2 separate regions of the Zea mays genome follow, and region 2 is linked to region 1. Evidence: chromatin contacts called from public Hi-C data. All regions are on one chromosome and are shown on one strand. Each heading gives the region's core, a stretch centred on a gene start, on an enhancer-like site or on the middle of the called end of the contact. The rest is flanking DNA. Distances are from core to core; before and after follow the strand shown. Region 1 holds the start of LOC100216909 (Transcription initiation factor IIF beta subunit). Region 2 holds the start of LOC100383243.

Region 1 (7,300 bases), core at 1,985-4,484:
GTTCCCACAAACTTGTATGCAGCTCAGATTTCTCGCGTTTACATGGTTCTCCATATGAGGAAAGGCAAACAAGCATCTCAAACTTTCTCCCATCCCACACAAAAAAACTGACAGATTTCTCAAACGTCCATAGACAATACATGCCTGCAAACCAGCTGGTTCACAAAATCTTAAGTGATTTCATCGCCTTGCACAAAATTGAAGTAGGGTAGGGAACACCGGGTCTTAGACTCAGGCAGAAATTACTCCACGGGGGAAAGAGGGAAATAGGCATCGGCTTATTGTAAGATTTTAATGAGGGCAGAGGAGCATGCAGATCTCAGGACGCCAGAGGTCAACAACCATCAACAGCATGCAGTGCTTAGGAAAGGTGGATTCATCACCACATACAAGGACAAGCGACTGTAGAATCATAGGTTAGAAAGTGTGGAGCCTTGGAGGCAGCCAAAGCCCTAATTTGAAGGATTGTGCCTACGGACCATGGCAGTGGTGATTTGTGAATGAGGGTGATCGGAATCGACAGATCATGTTGTTGGAGTTAGCCACAGAAGCAGGACCCGTTTGGTTGAGCTGTGCTGTGGGGAAAGGTTGTTGTGGCCTGTATAAAGGCTGTTGTGATGTGGTATCTGTAAGAAAACTGAAAGTTGTTTGGGTGAAATAAGTATAAAATATACCTCTTATTTTTATCTCTTTTCAAACAACTATGAAAGAGCTCATTATTCCACCTAAGTCGAAAAGCAGAGAGTCAAAAGCTAAAATAAGGGTCTAAAGTGTTTTAAAAATGTACGGAAAATTCTATGCATGCCACTACAATTTTGTTCAGATCCTTATTTGCCATCGCAAATGTCTTAATCCCTTCTATGTTACTCGGATACAATTTCTTACCCTTCCATGCCATCACCAGTGGCATAGAGGATAAGAGAAACACAGATCATAATCCCTTTTATGCCACTAGCGATGGTATGGAAGAGTAAACAATTGCATCCAAGTGGCATAGAAGAAATTGGGACATTTGTGATGGCAAATAAGGTATTGGGCAAAATTGCATTGACATACAGGGAAATGCCACAAAAATGTAATACGGGAAAACAACAAAATCTGAAAAAGCAGCCTCTTTGGTTTGGCTTTTGGCTTTGGGGGAAGCAAAAGCAGCACCAAAAGCCCAAACAAACAAAGCCACAGTGTGTGAAGGGAAGAAGCCGATGGATCATGGCTGTAGACCATGGCACTGATGCTAGGTAACACATGGATGGAGGTGGGGCCACACTAGACTCATAACCATCTGGGAGATTAGCTTCGTGAATGGATAACAGAGCAAAAAACTAAAAACACTGTCCTTAATTTCTTCTACTAGGCTGTCAGAAAATAACATGTCTTAGCAACCAAAGCAATCATAATATAATAATTAAATCAGTCTGCAAACCAATGGCTCAGATAAGTTTAAAGGAAAACTTAAGATATAGCCTTAGTTTTCAAAATTCTTTCCAAATAACTTTTTGATGAGATAAGTCAACATGCACTGATTATGTGGAAGTTTCTTAGCATTAGCATAAATTTCCCTCTATGTATTAACATAATATAGGAACTGAACCTACTGTAAATCAAATGGTCTAGAATTCTAGAAATAATGGTAAACAAATAACCATCAAAGCACGTATATTTATGTCAGACATGTAACTGCACATATGTCTAACTGCATGAATTTATTTCAGATGACTTAATCACTATAATGTAAAATATAATATAGAAACGGGGCGATTTTATGGAGTGTTCGGTTTGGGGAATCAACACATTCTAGTTCGGGCAATACATCATTAGTCCATTCATCAAATTTAGTGGAATGAACATATTCCTCATACTAATACTAATTATTAGCTTGTAAGGAATGAGGTGGTGACAGATTAATTCATTCTATTCCACAAACCAAACAAAAACTGATGATGGACTATTTTACTCCACAAACCAAACACCCCTTTAACAAGTTTCTATCCCACAAGAATATAGCCAGAAATGTATATGCTACAACATATGATGATTAATATTATAATTGTACCAAACAAAACCATTGTGCTAAATAAAATGGTATCATTAGAACTAAGCATCAATGGATATCTGCCATGCAAGAACAAAGGCAAGTAATGTCTCTGGGCAGTAAAATTGATTCCAATCATAGATAGAGATGCTTCATTTAAGCAGTGTAGAGCTGTGAATCTGGATCCTACCTTGGTTAGATTCGGAGAAAACACACATAGGAACGAAATCTTTGAACATATTCAAAGAGTAGCTCTTAGGTGTATTCCCGGTGTTAGTTTGAGCCAATTCCATCTTGAACTGTCATTGCAATAGCATGATGTAAGAATGGTAGGTGCCAAAACATATACATGAAACAAACAGATAGTGAGCAGCATTAATACCAAGGAATTCGATTATGTCATCTGGTCTTAAAATTAGTCACCTAACAATTTGCAATCACACTTTCAACAAGATCGATGTGTGACATGTAGCGTATCTAGACCACAGCAACTATGCAATCAACTGGAATATGAACACTTGCTTTCGTTGAATACAAATTTAGTTTATCCACGATAACAGTGAATTATTCCTCTTGTTCTTCCTGCGGTCCAGTGAGTCTACCAATCTGTTTCGTGCCAAATATACAGCCAATCCAGTATAGTCAAAACCAGTCCTGCATCTAGAAACAAAATTTAGGGCTCCCACCCCCATCCATATGCATATTTCTCACCAACCCTTGAAGTAACTCAAACAGGACAACAGGTACACAATTTTTTCGAGCATACGCCTTCAGTGTAGTAGCCAATTAAGCAAAGACAGGATTTCAAAAATTCCCCACCAGTTCGCTCCTGGAGATTCTAGAATTTATAGCCGAATCACGGGGAAGGGACCAGCAGGGTGGAGAGGATTGTGGGTACTTGCCTGGAGCGTAGGCTCTTCCGGGCGTTCTTCTTGGCGCAACAGGTCAAGGGAAAGGACGACCTTGGCAACGACGGGGTTGGCGTTGGCAGCATCGGAGGAAGAGGCGGAGGCGGCCTGCCAGGCGCGGGAAACGACCGGGGGGCACTTCATGAGCCACACGGAGCGGTCGGCCCGAGCCGTCTCCAGGTACTCGGCTTCCTCATCCATCGTTCTTGCTGCCGCGGCGCGACTCATATCCGCAAGGCTCTCGTGCTACTCCGGCTCGGACTTGAGAACGGCGTCGCTAGGGCTCCGCGAGCGACGGTCGATCTGACGCTGCGGAGGGACCGAGGGAGCGAAGACGGAGGCACGTGCGAGTGTGCGACGCTGATGCGTGAGTGCGGGACGGTTCCGCGCCGAGGGCAGGCCAAGAAAGGCTTCCAATTACAATTAGGCTGTCAAAACTCCCCTATTTCATCCACCATCTCCTCTCTTATTTTAGACTTTAATCTACTGTTATCTACACAAATATCTTATTTACTATGATCCACTAAAAACCTTTTGATAAAAACGGTCCCACACGGTATCATATATACGAAAACTTCAAACTTCAAATATTGCTCCTAAGTTTAATACTCATCCTAAATGAGCAATCAAGTGAAGAGTTCTCCCTTCTTCTCTCTTCTGCATCCTAACTTGGTTTTCGTTTTCACTAACATAAATTATAAACCAAGTTTGTGTTGTTTAGAGTTAATTTCGCAGAATCATCTATTCATCGCCTCTAGGTGCTCTCAACCATCCTCTTGACTATACTAATGTTTGTCTGTGCAAGCATATCACCGGTGTGTGGATATGCATGTCCATGGCCCCGCACATTTTTAGCTCCACCTGAGCACGACCCGATCTATTGTCTATCGGACCTGTGTCATTCTGACCTAATTATCATGTCGATGCTCTCTTTGGAGCTATCATTCGAAGGTCAAGATCTAAACACCAATTTCTCCCGGTTCTTCTGTCATTGTGAACTCTCTTATATAAAAGTAAAAGTAAGTAGGTAGCACATAGAAGCTAGCAAGTATATACACCTTCGATCAACACAAATTGCTAGAGTCACTTATCAAATATAATTTTTAACGTTGCAACACGCGAATATTATATTATTTAGGGTTTAGGGTTCGGTCAAACAAATTGTCAGAGTCACTTGTCAAATATACTAGTCGGTTGCCCGTGCGTTGCGACAGCTTACAACAATACCCACGTAAACTATCCATCAAAAAAATTTCAAGATTTTTTATTGATTGTCTCCGCTCTCTGTATAATATATTTTTTGATTTGGCTAACTGATGTTATTGTTTACTCCATGCAAATATGTCTTGGTACAACACGGCCAATGAAGTGAGCGATTAGAAGAGAGTTCACAACGATTGACTGAATGAACAGAGATTATAAAATGACATAATTCCATCACACAGAGACCAAATAAAAGAGTTTGTGAGATCAAGTTTCTAAAATAAGTCTCATAAAGTCAAACTTATAAAAAAGATAGATTAAAATATAGAGTGATTGCTAAAGTCGGGCATCAATAAAAACTAGATGCGCTCCACGTAAATTATGCTACTTCGTAGCAATTACTAACGTTTAAAACCAACAAATAACCTTTCATTTTGTTGTTAGTGTGACAAATCATTGTTGCTCTATCCAATTCAGCAACCTCAAATACCATGTAGTCCATTGCGCCAATGTGGTCTCAGAAACGACCTAGTGCTGCAAGAGCCAAGAACGTCGTGACATGCTTGAGCTGTAGCCTCGGCCCGTAGTGCCGGCCCAGTCCGACACGATTATTTTTTTATTTTACAAAAAGGTATATACCTATATACAATTTATATTCAATATTAAAAATATCTTAACGTGATGTTTTACTGGTTAAACAGTTTCACCCAGTGTCTCCCACCCCTCTTCCATTAGGGCATGGGTTTCAAACCCCACCCCATGCACTATTTTTTAACATTTTACGCTGATTTAATTAAATGGATCGACGGGCTAACGGGCTGGCCCGACACAGTTAGCAGACCGACATGACGTGTCTGTGCCATAGTTGTGGCCCGCGTGCATCTAGCTCGTGTCGGGCGTCGTTACGCTGCTTTAATTAAATGGATCGACGGGCTAACGGGCTGGCCCGACACAGTTAGCAGACCGGCATGACGTGCCTGTGCCATAGTTGTGGCCCGCATGCATCTAGCCCGTACCGGGCGTCGTTTGGCATCTATAGACGTGCAACGGATTAATTTGAAATAACTTTTTTTTGGTTATTTGTAAAAAAATGACGCATGACGACCGTTGAAACTGATGCTTTAAGTATATAAAGTATAGAATTTTTAAAAATATTAAATATAGTCTAATTGTAAAATTAATTAGACAAATGAAGATTACAACACTTAATAATTTATTAAACCTAATTAAGTCTATATATAGGGTGTGTTTGGTTTCTCTACACTAAAATTTAGTACATATCACGACGAATGTTTGAAGACCGGTTTTAAATATTAAATAAAGTCTAATTATAAATCTAATCGCAAGATGAAGACTAAACGATTAGATATATTTACTAAGCCTAATTAAATCTATATAAGCATGTATTTAATAATCATTCCGGTTTAAACTATAGTCAGAAAAACTAAACAACTTCTTAATAATCATGATTGATATTCTATTAGTTGATATGGTATAAACTAAACTTTAGTCATCTAACTCAAAACACTTTCCAACTCTTCACTCGTCTCTCTTCCCTTCGCCCATCTCTCTTCCAAGCTCTGAGTTCTGATTCTGACCCAGACGGGGAATAATCAGACTCCTCGCATCCCCTCTCTTCTCTCTTCACCCCGTCGCCGTCCCGTTACTCGATTCGAGGGCGCGACCCTTCCCCATCTCTCTTGCCTCGCCTTGCCGGCGGCGCCAATCCCAGGGCTCGCGTCGGGAGTGCCCAACTTCTCCACAGTGGCCGTTCCGCCGCGGCGCCCGCAGGTGGGCGATGCGATCGGATGAGTTGGCGGCGGCGGCGGCGCTTCGTGGAAAGGAGGAGGAGGGGGGCCTTGTGCTTTCCCGCGGCGGTGCTATCCCCGCCGCATCCGCCCCTCGGAGCCGGTGATGGCCCCGACCGCGGAGCCGTCTTCGCGGCCGCCCCAATGGCGCCCCCGCACGGGCCCACCCCCGGGGCTGAAGAACCTCGGCAACACATGCTACCTCAACAGCGTCCTACAGTGCCTCGCGTCCACGCCGCCCCTCGCCACGTTCTGCCTCGCCTCTCGCCACTCCAACCAGTGTAGGAAACCCTAGCGCCCGCTTTACCACTTGCGCGCTCTTTTTTTTTCCGCAACTCATCAAGTGGTTGATTTTGGTTTGTTTGCTGGTAGGCAAGAAGGTGTTCCCGAATAGGGACAATGACTGCGCGCTATGCGTGCTTGAGCGGCAGATTGCTCGGCTGCTTCGGGCAGATGCTGGGGCGCTCGATTCCCCAGCAAAGGTTATCCGCTGCATGCCCCTATTTGCCGAGCACTTCAGGTGGGGGCGCCAGGAGGATGCACACGAGTTCCTCCGCTATGTCGTAGATGCCTGTCACACTGCTGACCTCCGCATGCGCAAGGGGTTACGTGCAGCAGCTGCCAGTGGAAACTGTGGTGAGGATGTCCGGGGGCAGGGGGTTTGTCTGGTTATGAGGGAGACATTTGGCGGGGCATTACTGAGTCAAGTGAAGTGCCTTGAGTGCAAGGGAGAATCTAACAAGACTGATGAGATAATGGATATCAGTCTCGATCTACCTGGGAGCAGTTCTGTTGCTGATGCCCTTTCCCGCTTCTTTCATCCGGAGACCTTGGATGGCGCAAACAAATATTGCTGTGAAAGGTATGCTGTTCTTTATCTAAAAAGGAACAAATGGTTCCTAGACGAAGGTTCTATGTACTGCAAGAATTTTCACTGTTTACTTGCTAAAGATGCAAAAGCCGTTTTACGATGCTTTAGGGTTGATAATAATATTTTCAGTGGAAACAAAATCATGTAGGAAGTTTCACCAGCCTCTTCTCTTGCAATCTAATTTTTTTTCCTGTAGGCAAATGTTGCTGTTCCCTTAGTATTCAAATCCATAGGAATGTAAATGTTAGTTTGGACCTCTTGAAATTACCCTACTTGGCTACTTTTTTGGAGAAGGAAAAGCTTACTATTCCTTTCTCGGGAAAGTTTATATGTTGTCATTTTCACCAAGGCAAAGCTAACTCTGGTAATCTCTCTAGCTTATGACTGCTTACTATAGATTTTTTTTAAGAATACTACAGAACAAAGTTGGTGTGACCCCAACCATGGATCCTTGTGATTGTTCCAAAACTGGTGAAAA
Region 2 (7,300 bases), core at 2,038-4,537, 270 kb before region 1:
AGCCGGTCATCCACACCGGCGGCCACCGCGTCCGGGAAAACATGCTCTCCCAGAGCGCCGTCAAGTCGGTCGTCACGATCGACCAAGTTTACCAGTGGATCGATCAGCAGCCGGACAGCGATGTCGAGAAGGACAGGGCCAAGGACTTCTGCCTCGCGTTCGCCCTGTTCAAGCTGCTGAAGCGCCGGTTCTACGGGTACGTTCCGGCGGAGGCCGGCTCGGAGAAGGCGCGCAGCCTCGTCCTCAACGGGCTCATCCACATGGACGCCACCGGCCCTGACGCCGCCTTCCGGGTCGTCGAGGCGGAGCTCGCCTTCCTCTACGACTTCTTCTACACCAGGAACATTGTGCTGGTGGGAGCCAAGACGTACATCTGCATCGCCGTTGCCGTGGCGGGGCTGACCATGTGGACGGCGTTCTTCGGCACGCTCGGCCCCGGCTACCACCGCCTCCACATCGGCGTGCGCAACCTCGACCGCTCCGTCACCATGCTCCTTGTCGTGATCACCGCGGGCCTTGAGGTGTTCCAGGCGGTGGCCGGCTTCTCCTCCAACTGGAGGTACGTTAAGACCGTGTACCGCTGCGTGCGCGACGACCGGCGGTGGTCGGGGCGGCGGCTGGGCCACCACCTGTGGTGGAAGCAGAGCATCGCGCCGCCGGAGACGAGGTACTGGGAAGACAAGGTCGGCCAGTACGTGCTCCTGAAGCGATTCGAACGCCGGCCGTGTAACCTGCTCTCGTGGCTGACGCTTTACCTGGTGGAGCCGCGTCGGCAGGGCCAGAAGCGGGGCAGGAGGAAGCCGCTGCCTCCCGAGGTGAAGCGCGCCGTGCTCCTCTGGCTCAAACAGAACCATTGCCACCTCAGCAATGGTGTGGCGACACTGCGAAAGCACCATCTGTTGCCGCGTCTGGCATGGGCGTGCAGGCTTCCCATGGTCACCGATCAGATCTTGGCGTGGCACGTGGTCACCACGAGCTGTGACTGGTCTTATAGTTTCCGTCCAGCTGGCCGCTTCGCAGCCGGTGACGACCACCATCGGCTCGTCGCGAAGAAGTTGTCCAACTACTGCGCCTACCTGGTGGCGTTCGTGCCGGAGATGCTGCCGGACCCCAGCTACAACGCCGAGCAGATATTCGACACGGCGGTGCAGCAGGCGCGGGACCACCTGGACGGCTGCAAAACGCATAGCAGCATAATCGCCAGGCTAGAGGAGATGGAGATCGCAGAGCGGCCGTACGTGCAGCCGTGCAGGAAAGTGGCACATACGATAGAGCCGTCGGCGCCACCGTCATCGAGAGGGCGGCGGTGCTTTGGGGGCAGCTCAGGGCGGCCTTTGGAGTCGACGACGCGCGGCGGTGGGAGGTGCTGGCCGAGTTCTGGACGGAGCTCGTGCTGTTCCTCGCGCCATCGGACAACGTGGACATTCACGCTGAGATGCTCGGCGCCGGCGGCGAGTTCATGACGCAGCTGTGGGCGCTGCTGTCTCATGCCGGCGTCCTGGAGCGACCACCAATCATGCAGAGGCAATGACGGAGTGATTATTACTGAGTTTGTCTATGTATCATTCGAGTGTTTAGAATGCCGTTGTCATACGATTTTTCAACGAGCACGGCTACAATTACGAGTCTAGTGGTAAACTGAGGTACGACACTAAAATTATCTAGTAATTCATGATTTATTAATCCAAAACAAGAGACAACAACAACCATATATCAACGTTGGTATTTAAGTCACACATGTCAACTCTACATGAAGCACTTCTCATTTTCAACCTATTAGATCCACATCAAACGTTTAGTATCAAATGGGTGAGAGAACAAAATTACAGCTAAAATTTTAGACGCGAACTCTCATTTATATATATATAAAAAATCACCGGTAAGTGCATCCCGCAGAATAGATAAAAATAAAACAAATTGAAGAGATCAGACAGTAGATAAAGAAGTGTACGCCAGATTTGATGGCCAAACTTTGCGCGTCACGGTGTCACAAACAACCGGGTGTTGTTTAACATTACTCTCATTGAACGATAAACCTGAAAAAATAATCTATTTGCAGATCTGCGCGTCTCTATGTCTAGACTTGACATGGTTAGATCCCACAACACCTAATTTTTATAAGTTTGTGTTTGGTTAGAGAGTCAACTATAGTAGACCGGCTCCATTCCAGGTTTTTAAAATGGGTCGTTCTATTCTGCGTTCTATTTTTTTGTTTGATTGAATAGTAGAATATAACGAAGTCGTTACGTTCTTTGTTTGTTTGGAGAGCCATATGAGTGCAGAGAAGAGGAGAGGGAGGAAAGCGCTCTAGTCGTTTTGGTGGAGCAGGAGTATTCCAACTATTTATGGTTATTTTTTATGTGTAGACTCCAAGAGCCACTCTACTCCTCTTTTATTGGAAACCAAACATTTAGAAAATAGGAATATAGCTGCTCCATCCTCCTCCACTTCTTAACCAAACACACCCTAATTAAGTTATGCACAGTACGCTGCCCTGGATGGCCTTGCTTTCCTAAGGGGAGTCCGATGATAAGAGTTTTGACGGATCCAGAAAGAATTTTCTATGTCTAGTACGTATGATGTTAAAGTCTTTGTTGCTAGTTCTCGGTATTACAAAACGGAGCGCTTGACCTTCCTGAGAATAGAACGACAGAAAACGTGTGGTGAGTGAGTGTATAATCGATGACAAAGGTGGATAATCTCACATTAACTTCATGAGAGAGTTGAAGATATATATTTGTGAAGTACCATTTTGGCTGCTTTTATAGATTTGGTGAAGCTGTGAGTGTTTACCTAGAGTTATGTGAAGTTAAGCTAGATTTTGCAAAGTGAAACAGTGCTAAACAGTCCTTAGAATACATCAGTCATATCAAAATAGTTTATTCTACCATTAGTTTTTTCTCTATGTGTACAACTACTGGAGGAAGTGCTTCCATATAGGTGATAGAAGTTGTATCAAAATTTCCAATTATGTAGGCTAGGTTGACCCTTAGACTCATTTTAGAGAAGATATAATATTGAAGCAGTGTAGAGTCCTCAACTCTTGGCTGTCTAAATCAGTTGTGGCCGTCAAAAACTTCGCTTCTAAATTCATCTATGTAAGAATCGTTTATATGAAAATTGTTTAAATTAAGATGAATATAAAATTTATCGAGTGGTCAAATTGAAGGAATCTAGAAGAAATCTAATGATTTCTAAAACTTAAACTCTGATTTGGAGGTTGAAAAAAACTGTCTAATGATTCTTAGTTTTTTTTCCAGAAAAAAGCTGTCCAAACAGACCCAATGTTTGGTTTGGATGCGTGCGTGCATCATAGCCAAACCACGGCATCGGGTATCCACCATTCCAGCTCCGGGCCAGGAAAAAACTCTGTACTGCGTTCACCTTGCCTTTTCTTCTCCCGTTCACCCCGCCCCGCGTGCGCTCTCTCCCTCTCGCGGGGACGACTGGGCGACCGCCGCCGCCCAAGCCAGGAGCCAGGTCTTCGTCGGACCCTTCGCTGGTGACGAGGACCTACCAGGTATGCCCGCCCCTTTTGCCCCCCTCCTGCTGTGCGAAACCGAGAGCCCAAACCCTAACTTAAGCTATTTGGTCATCTGTATTCGGATCTGATCTAATTATAAGTAGCTTGATTAAAAGAACAAGTGTATATACGTATTATGGCCACTAACTTCGATTTTTGTTTGAAAAAAAATGATTTTTGTTTACACCCCTGTCCCTTGCTGGGTCCGTCCCAGTCTGAATCCTGTAATCAGTGCTGGAGCATGTATATTTTTTTAGATGATTACTGGTGAGTGGTCACAGCACCCCCCCCCCCCTCCCCGGTTTGTAGGGGAGTACAAACCTGGGAAGCATGGGTTTATAATAAAACTATTTGGCACGAGTGCTAATTTTCCAGGGACCTAATAAAGATGCTTTCTGAATTGCTGGGTGCTGATTTTCTACCAGGCCATAATATTTTTTCACCCATTCACGCGTTTGGTGTGTGAACTGATTTTGTTCTGCATACAGCTGCGAATAAGGTTGTCTGGAGCGGTCGTGGATTTTGTGGATGGCAGGTTCTGCAGTAACAGATGATTCAGCTGCTAGCACAACTGGAATGAGGGATGATGAACGCAGTCTCTCTGGCGAGTCCTTCTCCGAGTGGAGGTCCTGTGAGCGGGCAGACAGTGACACCCCTTCAACATCCCCACCCTTCTGGGATAGCGATGGTGATGATGATGATCCTGGTGCGTGAATGCACTTGATCTAATGCCTGTTACTTTGGTGTGCTAAATGATTTTGTTCTACATGGCCAAAATTTCATTGACCTACTTATGATTAACATAGTAGATACAGTAGCTTGTTCCCGAAGTCTTGACATCTTACAAAAGCTCTGGTTAAAAAGTTTTTAGCTTTAAGGGAGAGTGTGCATTTTGTTTATTCATCTATTGTCGCATGCTAGCTGAAGGCCTATATATAGTGAACTGACCATTCTTACCGTTGCTAAAGGGACTGGTATTGCTTCCTCCATCAATATTTTAGATAGTGTTCTAGAAGGTAGAATATGCTGCTACCTAGGCGTTTATCGCCACCATTCTGCCACACAAGAGCACAGTCGATAGTCTGGGCAGTTTTATCGACTAGGTGGTCCGAGTTGGTGACTAATTGGGCTAGGAATGTGGGGCTTGTGCCAGCTGGTTGGGAGGAGGATGAAAAGGTGCAGATGGAAACGTGGAAGAAGGGGGATGGTGGTCAGTTAGCGGCAGTTTTTATGAAGCAGAGGTGGGGTCTACTTCTTGAAAACCTTTAAATTGTTGGTTTCTACCGGTCATGAAGTGGTGAGGAGGAAACCGGGAGGTGGAGGTGGGCAAGGAGGTAGTTGTGGCGATGACAGCTGCGGAGTGGAGGATGGAAGAAAGAGCTTTTGGTCATTCTGGGCATCTTGCTTAGTCCGGGTCCATTGTTCAAAAGTGGAAACATATTTTAGTCCAAGAAAAATAACCATTGTTGGCACTGGGAGAGTAGTAGTTGGTCTATTAGGAATATAAGTGCGTGTCTTATCAGAAATGAAATTTTAGTATTTTCCAGTTATGTAAGGTCCAAACTTCAGAAAAGGTACCTGTTTTAGCATTGGGGGCATACCAATTGGTCCATTAGGCAGTGCCATAGCACGTGAGGTTACTTGACATTATTCAGACGGACAGACACCATAGTGAATGGTGCATTGGTGCTTATGACTGACTCACATTTGCTATCTAGTCCGCTGACTGATAGTATACCTGTATGATGCTTCAATTCATCCGCTGACTGATAATATCTGTCACTTATGGGAAAAAACATAGATAGCGGTCAAGTCAAAATGGCAGACGAGTCTTTTTTTTAACGTGGCAGATGAGTCTTATCTCTGATCATATTCAGATTGCATACACAGTAGAGTTTGAAATAAATAAGATGAGTTTTTTTGCCACAAATTATCCTATGAACAAAGAAAACTTTATGAGTCCACTTTCATTTTTTATTGAGAGCATCCAGATGACCTTGATTACTGCCACTCTGCCTTACCTTTTGTAAATGTTAATAATATGCCACTTATGTAGACTTCGTTTTTTGGAGTACTAAACTGCAATAGAACTTTCTAAAAGTTTGTTTGTCATGCTTTTTTTCTCTACACTCTACAGGAGAGCTGCATATATCATTATATTAAGAAGAAGAAAGGGGTTTAAAACTCGTACAGCACCGGACCAACCCACTTCGAAGCACTTACACTAACACGCCTATTACAAGGATGAAAACATGACTGCAACCTAGGAGAAAACTAGCCACCATCTGGTGCAAATGCAGCGAGATAAGAAATACCTTGAACCTGTCCAGACCCCACAATGCTGTTCTTCTCTAGCGAGTGACAAAACTCCAGCTAGATTAAGAATGCCATAAAACACACACAAGCTGCAATGATACCAAATTGACCAAGCACCCAAAATGATAGAATTGAGCTCTTTTTTGACCTGATGATCATCATCTCTTTCATTTTTTCTAGCCCACCAATCATCAAAAGAAAGATCATCAGGTTGTGGGGTTAGATCCTGCAGTCTAACCTTTTGCAATATGCTGAAACACACTTGGCGAGCAAAAACACAAGATGTAAGAAGATGATCAATTTTCTGCTGAGCCTGATCACAACGGTGACAACGCTGAGGGTGTTGTAGTCCCCGATGTTGGCTGCTCAACGCTTACTAATTTTGCATGCTGATCATGACCTAATTAATTTTAGCCTCTATTTTCTGTTGCTGCAAGGATAATATAGGTTCTTTCCCTGATTTCAAGTCTACATTTTATTGCTCATAATTGTTTTCAAAGATAACATGCTGTTTCCTAAGTTCTAAAGTTTTGTTTTGTGCTATCCATAGCTCATTTGGTTGAATTATCTTAACAGGCCCCAAGCCTTCAGAATTGTTTGGACGTTACACTTGGAGGATTGAAAACTTCTCGAAGGAGAAGAAAAGAGAAATGAAAAGTGAGCCATTTGAAGCTGGTGGTTACAAATGGTAAAGTTCTTGATGGCATTATTTGGAAAACATTGTCTTGATGTTTCTCTTTTTTGCCCTTTTCTTTTTTCTCGAACGACGTAGGAGAGCTGCTTGTCATTTTATTAAGAAGAGAATAAAAACAATGGAGGAGAGGCTGAGCCTGTTCCCCTAAGTGGCCGATTACAGAACTCTTAGCGGCACACGCTAAGGAAACACACATGACCACTGCCCAAAAACGCCTAAGCAGCAATAGGTCAACCTACTAGGGCCTGTTTGGGAACACTGTTTTTCAATACCACAGTTTACCGAATGTCAAGACACAACCATGGTATATTTTACATCAGTCTAATCCAACACCTGTTTGGAGACAGCATTTTGGTTGCAACATAGGAGGGAAGGAGAAAAGGCAAGACTGCAGCCATGCGCTAGCGAAAAACTTTGGTCCAGACAAGAAGCTATTGCAGAAACCTTAGAGCATATCCAGCCTAGATCTCATATTGCCTCCTATCCTTCTTTTAAGGGCACATGAAAATATTGTACAGTAGAAAAACTGAGGAGGGAGTGCGCTGAGAAGGTTTGAAACATGGATGAGGGGCTCCCATTTGGGGGAGGGGGGCAAAGTTTGAGGGTTTGGTTGGAGTTCCTCTTAGCTAGGGATGGCAGTGGGATGGGTTCGGGCCGGGTGGAGCGTTCACAGACCCACACCCGAAACCCGAGAAAAAAACCCGAACCCGACCTGAACCCCATTTCGGGCTAAATTCCGCCCCCGAAACCGCTGGGACCCGAGACCT

The links. A called contact is a pair of places that touch in the nucleus more often than the background predicts.
Region 2: a contact with region 1 is called in a Hi-C map of leaf, with 6 times the contacts expected there. The contact joins the promoter of LOC100383243 here to the promoter of LOC100216909 in region 1. A contact is called at or near these places in 6 of 25 Hi-C or Micro-C datasets (bundle sheath, ear, leaf and 1 more).

The regions. Positions count from the first base shown.
Region 1 is chr8:125,058,932-125,066,231 of Zm-B73-REFERENCE-NAM-5.0, reverse strand. It overlaps LOC100216909 (Transcription initiation factor IIF beta subunit), which reads right to left and starts at 3,234. Exons shown (of 7, transcript NM_001143295.1): 1 at 2,935-3,234; 2 at 2,223-2,331. The coding sequence starts at 3,168. LOC103635830 (ubiquitin carboxyl-terminal hydrolase 25) reads left to right here and starts at 5,340. Exons shown (of 10, transcript XR_004852025.1): 1 at 5,340-6,232; 2 at 6,324-6,813.
Region 2 is chr8:125,332,683-125,339,982 of Zm-B73-REFERENCE-NAM-5.0, reverse strand. It overlaps LOC100383243, which reads left to right and starts at 3,287. Exons shown (of 13, transcript XM_020542256.2): 1 at 3,287-3,520; 2 at 4,012-4,229; 3 at 6,416-6,527. The coding sequence starts at 4,052. It overlaps LOC103635833, which reads left to right. Exons shown (of 1, transcript XM_020543383.2): 1 at 1-1,604. The coding sequence ends at 1,463.